2 separate regions of the Sus scrofa genome follow, and region 1 is linked to region 2. Evidence: chromatin contacts called from public Hi-C data. All regions are on one chromosome and are shown on one strand. The core of a region is the stretch at or near the end of the contact, and the rest is flanking DNA. Distances in the headings are between cores, read along the strand shown. Region 1 holds the start of RNF144A (E3 ubiquitin-protein ligase RNF144A). Region 2 holds the start of ID2 (inhibitor of DNA binding 2, HLH protein).

Region 1 (3,970 bases), core at 698-3,197, 1.4 Mb after region 2:
AGTGCCCTTGCAGTTTTCATACCCCCATCTTCAGGGCCCACGGGCACTACACCGTTCCTCTGCCCGCTGCTCCCCCCACCTGAGTTCACCCTTCATCAGCTCCCCTTCCAAGGGTACTGACATTTCAATCAGAGCAGCTTTCAACAGGATTCCAACTGTAATTGTGCTGGATCTGGAAACTACCCCCTCCCCCCATTAAAATGAGGTCATTTCCATCCAGGTTTCTCAGTAGGTTCTCAATCCCTGCCTGACCTTTGATAAAGCGCGGAGGTGGGAGCCCGTGCTGGGACGAAAGGCCGCACACTCCACATGCCTTCTTCACTCTAAAGCAGTGCTCCGCTCACTCTCCTCCAAAACCATCCGTGACTCTAAGAGCAACAGGATCGAGTTTAAAGCGGGCCCGGAATGCCCAATTTCACGATTTACCCTCATCTGACTACTCTGGGCATAGTTCCTTTGCACTCTCTAAAAAAATAAGAAAAGCAAAAATTGAAAAGGCCCTAGAAAACCTCAAAAGACCAGGTCATCCTCGGTACCAGGAGAGGGATTCCAATCCCAGGGGCACTGGAGCTGCAAGTGCGGGAAAGTTCGGGGCACACCCCTGAAGTTCCATCCCCTCCTTCTGCTGGGCAGTTCCCTCTGCCCAGATTCCTTCTACCACCTGCAACCCGCCCCACCTTCAAGCATGGCTCTGTCACCCTCCTGAGCAGCAGCCCAGACCCTCCTCTCCGGGCCTCGCCCTCCTGGGAAGTCGCCCAAGCTCCGCAGGGTCTGCACCACCTCATTTTCCATCTTACACTTTTCAACACAGCTTGTCTGCCGGCTGCCCCTGGCCGGTGCACTGGAATGTGTCCTTATTAGATCCCCAGGCCCCCCTCCTAGGAAAGCGCTTCCTTCCCACAACAATTGAGAGCAAGACCAAGTGGGGTCTGTTCCTGGCTCAGAGACCAGAGCTCCCTCCCCAAGGGTCAGCAGGATTCCCTGGGCCGCCTTCCCCACCTTAGGCCTGGCACAAGGCAACTGTGGGATATTTTTCTAGTGGGTTTATTATTCTTCTTCTTCACTGGGAAGAGGGCAGAGAGAGAACTTTTGTCGTGACCAATCACCCTAAGACCTGCCTATGGAGACCATCAGGGTACAGAAAGTAACCCCTTTCTCCCCATGCCTGACCCTACGGCTCCCGGCTCGCACGAGTTCCCAGGGCTGGGTGCCCGGGATGGTGCAGGGGAGTCGGGGCATCACTGCCTGCTGGTGGGGTGCTTAGACCAACAAGGAAGTTTCTGCGCACCCCTTGGGAGAGGACGGTTTGGGAAGCAGGGAGGCGGGCCACTGAGGTCACTGGGCATCTGGACATGCACCGCCGAGCTCACAGGGCACCCGCCCACTCCACCAGGCTGACCTTTGGCCGCCTCCCCGCTCCCCAGCAGGTCGCCCTCGCCAGACCTCCTGGAACTGGGCATGAGTCCTGCAGCCCCCAACCCAGAGCCGTCCCCGCCCGCCACCTCTTCCCCCTGACGGGCCGGGGCGCGGGCACATGCCGATGCAGAGCCAACGTGTCCTCGGCCCTGGGGCCACCGAGGGGCAAGGCCAGGGTGGCGCCCCTGGCACGGACCCGCCATCGCCCCCGCCCGATCCCCGCGCCCGAAGCCGGCTCGGCACCGCCACCTCCACCGGGCCCCTCGGCCGCGCCCAGCTCCCGCGAGACGGACACAAAGGGGACGCGCGACACCCACCTGGTCCCGCGCGGCTGGGGCCCCGGGGCCGCCGCTCCTGCTCGGCCGCGGGCGGGGCTCCGAGCTCCGCGCCGAGGTCCGCGGTCGGGTGCCTGGGTCCGCGCTGCAAGTGGGCCGCCCGCGCCGCCCTGCCCGGAGCCGCCCTTTATTCCCGCCCGCCCTCCAGCCGGGGCGCACCGCCCGCGGGGGGAGAGTGGGCGGCGGCGCGAGCGGCACAAAGACGCGGGGCGCAGAGGCTCGGCCCGAGCGCCCCCGCCCGGCGCGCAGCGCCCCCTGCCGCCAGCCCGCCCGCCCGCCGCGCCCCGCCCTCGGCCGCGCAGGCCCGGGGACTCCCGCTCGCCCACCGAGGACCACGGGGCCCACGCCGCCCAGGGGATCACGAGGCGCCTCGTCCGGCGGCGGCCAGAAGACCGTCCCTGAGGCGGATGCTCCGGGGCCTCAAGATGAGCCAGCTCGGAGAGTAGTGGGTGAGCCCCAAACACGCTTGGCCGGCGGTAGAAACCCTCTCCGGCTGCGCAGGAGGCCAGGGCTCCAGTCCTGCCACCGACCAGATCGGGCCCCCTAGAACCTCGGCCTGATGCCCTGGCATGTGAGGACCTCGCGATGAAGGCTGAGGGCCTTGCTGTGCCAGCGTCACATGTCTTTCTGCCCCACTCCCTCATCGCTTTGAAGGATGGAGGAGAGGGGGCAACTTGGCAGTCCCTCCGTTCTGTGGATTCCAGAGTTCCTGGCACAGCAATTTCTTTCCTATTCTTAGGGTTCCCAGCTTGTTAGAGTCCAAGATCTTTGAAGGTAGAATTTTCCTGTAAGATTTATCTTTGCCACTCCCTCTGGTAGAAGTTACCCAAGCGCTAAATCATGTGTCTCAGGCATGCAGAGTTGAACAGAAATAACCGGTGTGTATGAAGAATGCTTTCTTCAAAGGAGACGCTCTTTTCTGCAGAAGTGAGGGGAAACCCACATCACAGGTCCCTTCCTCGGCGCCCTCCCTCCACAGCCTCGCCTCTGAATTCTGATGCATCACCTACCAGCCGCGTGACCTTAAGTTACTTAACTTTGTTGTGCTTCCATTTTCTTATCTGAAAAATGCAGATCTTGGCAGGGATTCAGTAAGGCAGATATGCATAAAGAAGTATCGACGTAACTGGAAAATGTTCAGGATTCACTCCATCACCCTTAGCTGTTCCCTGTCTCATTTTCCCCCAATTAAACAAGATTCCTAACTGTCTTGACATTCTGCATAATTTGTCTTCCTCTACTGCATATACATCTTTAAAAAAAAAAAATCACAAATCCATCTCCTCTACATTGAGCAGTTATTCTGGTAAATATTTCCCTCCCCCAAATATGAATGAGCATTTCTGATGCCTCTGTCAAATTCTTTGTGCAAATGTCATCATTCAAGCAAAAGGCACAATGGAAAGAATCTTACCAGCACTTGAAAATGACAATAGTTCTGCAGAAAGGCCTAAGCTTCACAGAAAATATAAGCCCCACCCCCGCCCCATCCTCTGCTTGTGGTACCTGGGAGGTAGGGGTGTGATACTCCTTGTGAATGAGTGATTCTATGAATGAATGAGAGGATGGCAGCAGACACACAGGGAAGGTGATAAATGGGTCCGTGCTGAGATGCAGATGTTTCTGTGGTAAGCAGGGACATTGGGAGTCAAGTGGGGAGGAAACAGCTGAGGCTGCCCCGGGAGTGATGAGGTGCACACACCAGCCTCTTACCCACCTGTGCCATTGAGACTTGTACGTGCTTCCCCGGGGATGCGTGTGTCTGTGTGTGTGCATGTGTGTGTACCTGTGACTTCCTTCCCACGTGTGTTTGCGGCCATTAACACGACTGTTGTGGGGGACATGGGGAAAGAGGATGCCACCCCGATGATGCCATTTGCATCAGGCCATCCAGGGCATCTCAGATGCACTTATTCTTCCTGGAGTCTTCCTAATCCACCAGTGCCTCCCCCATCCCCAGATTCCTGGTGACATTGTATAATAGTGTGTCTCCATGCTGATCATGGCATCTGTTACACTTCTCTCTGATTATCAGGTCATAAGATTCTGCAGAACAGCCATGAAGTAATTGTTGTGTGGGGTTTCACATGGGGCCTGTGCAGCCTAACTGCCAGAGTCATCTGCTCTGAGCTGTGCTGCTGAACAACCTTCCTGGTCTCTCAGATAAGCAGCCTGTGTTTCTCAAGGTCACGCCCACCCATCACTGGATGGTTTTCAAT
Region 2 (3,774 bases), core at 1,111-3,610:
AAAATCAAAGCACTGGTCCTCTGAAATAAAGCAGGCAATCACCATTCAATAAACACACTTGATTTATTTTGTATAAAAGGGTTAAGTTTACAACTAAACTTTTATAAAAAGTTTAGCATGAATAAGTACATCATTACACTTTGATGCAGAAATTGACATCTCTGCCGCTGTACAAGGAAACTCTAAGGAAAGAGTTCACGAGGTTTCACTCAATATATATATATATTTATATATAAATATATACACAGCATTCAGTAGGCTTGCGTCAAAAAGGTAATTTCTGACCGAAAGACTTCATGTAAGTAACTGAATACTGGATCCTTCTGGTATTCACGCTCCACCTTTGAAAAAAGGCAAAGTCTGCTTAAATTGGGCAATTCCTTGTGATTTTAACGTTTTTCGCTCCCCATGGTGGGAATAGTATATAAAGAAAACCTTCCAACTGCAGAAAGGGCATTTAAAAGTCTTTTTCATAAATAACTAGTACACAGTCCAGGTCAGAGAACACTGGGCAAGTCGACCGTTCTTAGTTTTCCTTCCATTTTTTTTTTTTTAAAGGTCCATTTGACTTGTCCTCCTTGGGAAATGGTTGAAAAATAAGTTCAGCGCCTTAAAAGAGCCTGTGGATTTGTTGCTGTTGTTGTGCAAAGGGGGTGGGTGTGGGGGGGGGAAGAGTCATGAACACCTGCAAAAGATCGAGAGAGAAAGGACTGTTTAGGAGATTTTAACCTAAGGGCAGAGGCGGGCAGACTGGCGCCAGGAGGAAGCCGCAGTTTGAACATTTAACCAAACACTCAAACATTGGGCAAACCCTGGCGTCCACAGATGCAAGACACACACTCGGCCTCGACAGCGCAAATTAAACATTAAAATAGCAGAGACTCAGGCGAAAAACTTCCCAATGCAATCTCCTATTTGGATCTCCAGCGGCAGGGCTCATAGGCGCCAGTCTGCTTCTTGTAACAATTATTTGATTGAAAACAGCCCTTTAGTTAACAGATTGGGAAGTCGGAATCCCACATCACAGGGGCTGAGGCACAGGGCAGCAATGCTTGGCTAGCCTGGTCCCAGAGGGCTGGAGTTTTAGGGAGGGAGGATCCCGATGGAATTTGCGGTGATAAGATTAATTACACGGGGGTTAGTACCTCGTAGTACCAGAGCATGAGCAGAAAACAGCCCAGGCATGATACTGGCACATAAAACCGGGACACAGTTACACAGTTTCCTCTGCCACCTTCCATAGTTACTGGCATTTTTTTTTTTTTTTTTAAGGAAAATCTTCCGTGAATTTGAGTAACAGGAGCCAGATGCCTCTTCACATCTAGTACACGTAAACAATGTACTACGTGTTATACAACCAAGTACACATTCATCTACCAAACCCAACATTTTACAGATTCGCAAGTACACGCGCGCGCGCGCGCACACACCCCGAGTGCCGGTTCACCGACCGGTGGCACAAGCAAACACTCACCATTTATTCAGCCACAGAGCGCTTTGCTGTCACTTGACATTAACTCAGAAGGGAATTCAGAAGCCTACGAGAGAACGGGGATAAAAGGCTCGACGTTAGACAACTTCAGGAGAAAGAGCTTTTTTTTTTCTTTTTCCAAGTAGCCCATAGAACAGCAAGTTCCAGTAAAGACGTTTACGCTAATTGCAGACTCAAAGATTGATGCGTTAACCTCTCAGAACTAACCTATCAGCAATTTCCCGCATAACTCAATCTACAGCAGATTTGTAAAAAAAAACAAAAAAAAAAAACAAAAAAAACTAAAACTAATAACAATGAAGTTAATTAGCTCATTTGTGAGTCACCGACTGCGGCCGGCGGTCTCGACAATGGGTCGGCCAGTGGCAGCCCAGGCATCGCCCGGCTGCGCGGCCGCGAGCGGGGCACCAGGAGCAGGTCTTACCTGCAAGGACAGGATGCTGATGTCCGTATTTAGGGTGGTCAGCGGCGTCCTGGATGCCTGGCTCTGCCCGGGTCGCTGGTGGTGCAGGCTGACAATAGTGGGGTGCGAGTCCAGGGCGATCTGCAGGTCCAAGATGTAGTCGATGACGTGCTGCAGGATTTCCATCTTGCTCACCTTCTTGTTCTGAGGGATGCTGGGCACCAGCTCCTTGAGCTTGGAGTAGCAGTCGTTCATGTTGTACAGCAGGCTCATCGGGTCGTCCACCGGGGTTTTGCTCCGGGAGATGCCCAGGCTGTGGTCCGAAAGGCTGTTTTTCCTAACGGACCTCACTGGACTGAAGGCTTTCATGCTGACCGCAGGAAAGAAGAGACCGGGAGGAGGGAGCGGGCTGCCCCGGAGCTCAGGACGCCGCCGCTGCCGCCGCCGCCGCCGCCTGCAGAGCTTCCTACGCTCGGCACCAGGCTCGGCTCAGAACGAAGCAGGGAGCCCGGCCGGGCGGCTTTTATCAGCGCTCGCCGGGGCCACACGATCCGGCTGCCTTGCGTCCCCATTGGTGGAGGGCGGCGCGTCCATCAGGCCGGGCGGGCACCCCCATTGGCCGGCGCGGGCGCGGGGCGAGCGCTCGGTCCTTCCGCGTTCGCAGCCAATCCCCGCGGCGCGAGCCCAGCTGGGGTGGTAAATAGAGTACAGTAAGCGCCGGGCCGGAGGGGAGCGCAGGGGAAGGGGAGGGCTGGGGGGAGAGAAGCGGGTGGGGGTAGAGGAGGGGGTCGCGGACAGGGTGGGGGAGGGGGAGACCCCAGGAACCTCAATGTGCATCTTAATCCCCTGTTAATCCCAACGGCGAGGCCGGACTCTCTCCCTAAGGTGTCTCCCGAGGAAGCCTTCTACACCTCGGGGCTTTGAGCATCCCTAAAACCACAGCCACCGAGGCCAGGTCTGCGCAGCGGAGGGAAAGCCACCACGGTCCCCTGCGCCCCACGGAATGTCAGCAAGATAGAAAGCATTTCTGAAGAAAGTGAAAACGCACATAAGTTTGCCGTCGCCAAGTGACGTCTGTAGTGTGAGTTGGGTCTCTTAAGATAAGGAAAAGCTTTGTAAAAAACAAAACCAAAATCACCCACGCGCGCATTCAACGACAGGTTTAGTGTGGGATCGTGCAACTCGGAGCAACGCAGGAGGCGTTGTTGTAAACTCGGTGAAGTGAGTGCTTATTGGAACCTGTGCTGATCGCTGAGGAGCTCTGAGCGCAGGACGCTTTCTGGCTTCCTTTTCTAGAAGGAGGAAGGGCTATCTATGATAATGATCCTACGAAGCGGAAATCATTAGGAGAATTTGCGTATGGAAGCTGTATTTACGTACACTGCCTTCCGAGGCTGCCAGTCTGTCCTCTGCAGTGTAGGTGGCAAAGTAAGGTGATTAATTATGCACAAGTCGTGATTTCTGGTGTCACATTCCAGTCCTACTGTATTTTTAAAGCTTTGTGACAGGTAGGTGGCTCCAGCCAGTGGTGGATATCTTCACATTGTTGTTGTTGTTTTGTTGCTGTTGTTGTTGTTGTTCTTTAAATCTGTCATATACCAAGTTTGGACTCTTTTCAGCACTAGCCTTAGGGGCAGGTTCAGGTTGTTTCCTTCCCTCTTTTCCCCTATTAAATCTTGAAGAACTTATTCTGCCATCTACATTTTCTACAAAGCTTGGAGTTACTTGCTCAAATCCTTTTCAGTTAATTCACACATTAATTCTAGCTTAACTGAAGACCATGATAAATTAGTGTGTTGAAAACCATATTTCTCTAGAATACAATAAGCTAGAAAATCTGAGACAACATGATGTCTCTAAGTATCTTATGTTTTGTCTC

Evidence for each region. Hi-C and Micro-C count contacts between places; a contact is called where the count stands out from the background.
Region 1: a Hi-C map of omental adipose tissue shows a contact between it and region 2, with 2.4 times the contacts expected there. The contact joins the promoter of RNF144A here to the promoter of ID2 in region 2. A contact is called at or near these places in 5 of 47 Hi-C or Micro-C datasets (embryonic fibroblasts, heart right ventricle, mesenteric adipose tissue and 2 more).

The regions. Positions count from the first base shown.
Region 1 is chr3:128,865,156-128,869,125 of Sscrofa11.1, forward strand. It overlaps RNF144A (E3 ubiquitin-protein ligase RNF144A), which reads right to left and starts at 1,948. Exons shown (of 11, transcript XM_021087902.1): 1 at 1,734-1,948.
Region 2 is chr3:127,500,847-127,504,620 of Sscrofa11.1, forward strand. It overlaps ID2 (inhibitor of DNA binding 2, HLH protein), which reads right to left and starts at 2,361. Exons shown (of 3, transcript NM_001037965.1): 1 at 1,917-2,361; 2 at 1,475-1,538; 3 at 1-685. The coding sequence starts at 2,264. The coding sequence ends at 1,482. LOC106509912 (a long non-coding RNA gene) reads left to right here and starts at 2,663. Exons shown (of 3, transcript XR_002342872.1): 1 at 2,663-3,403.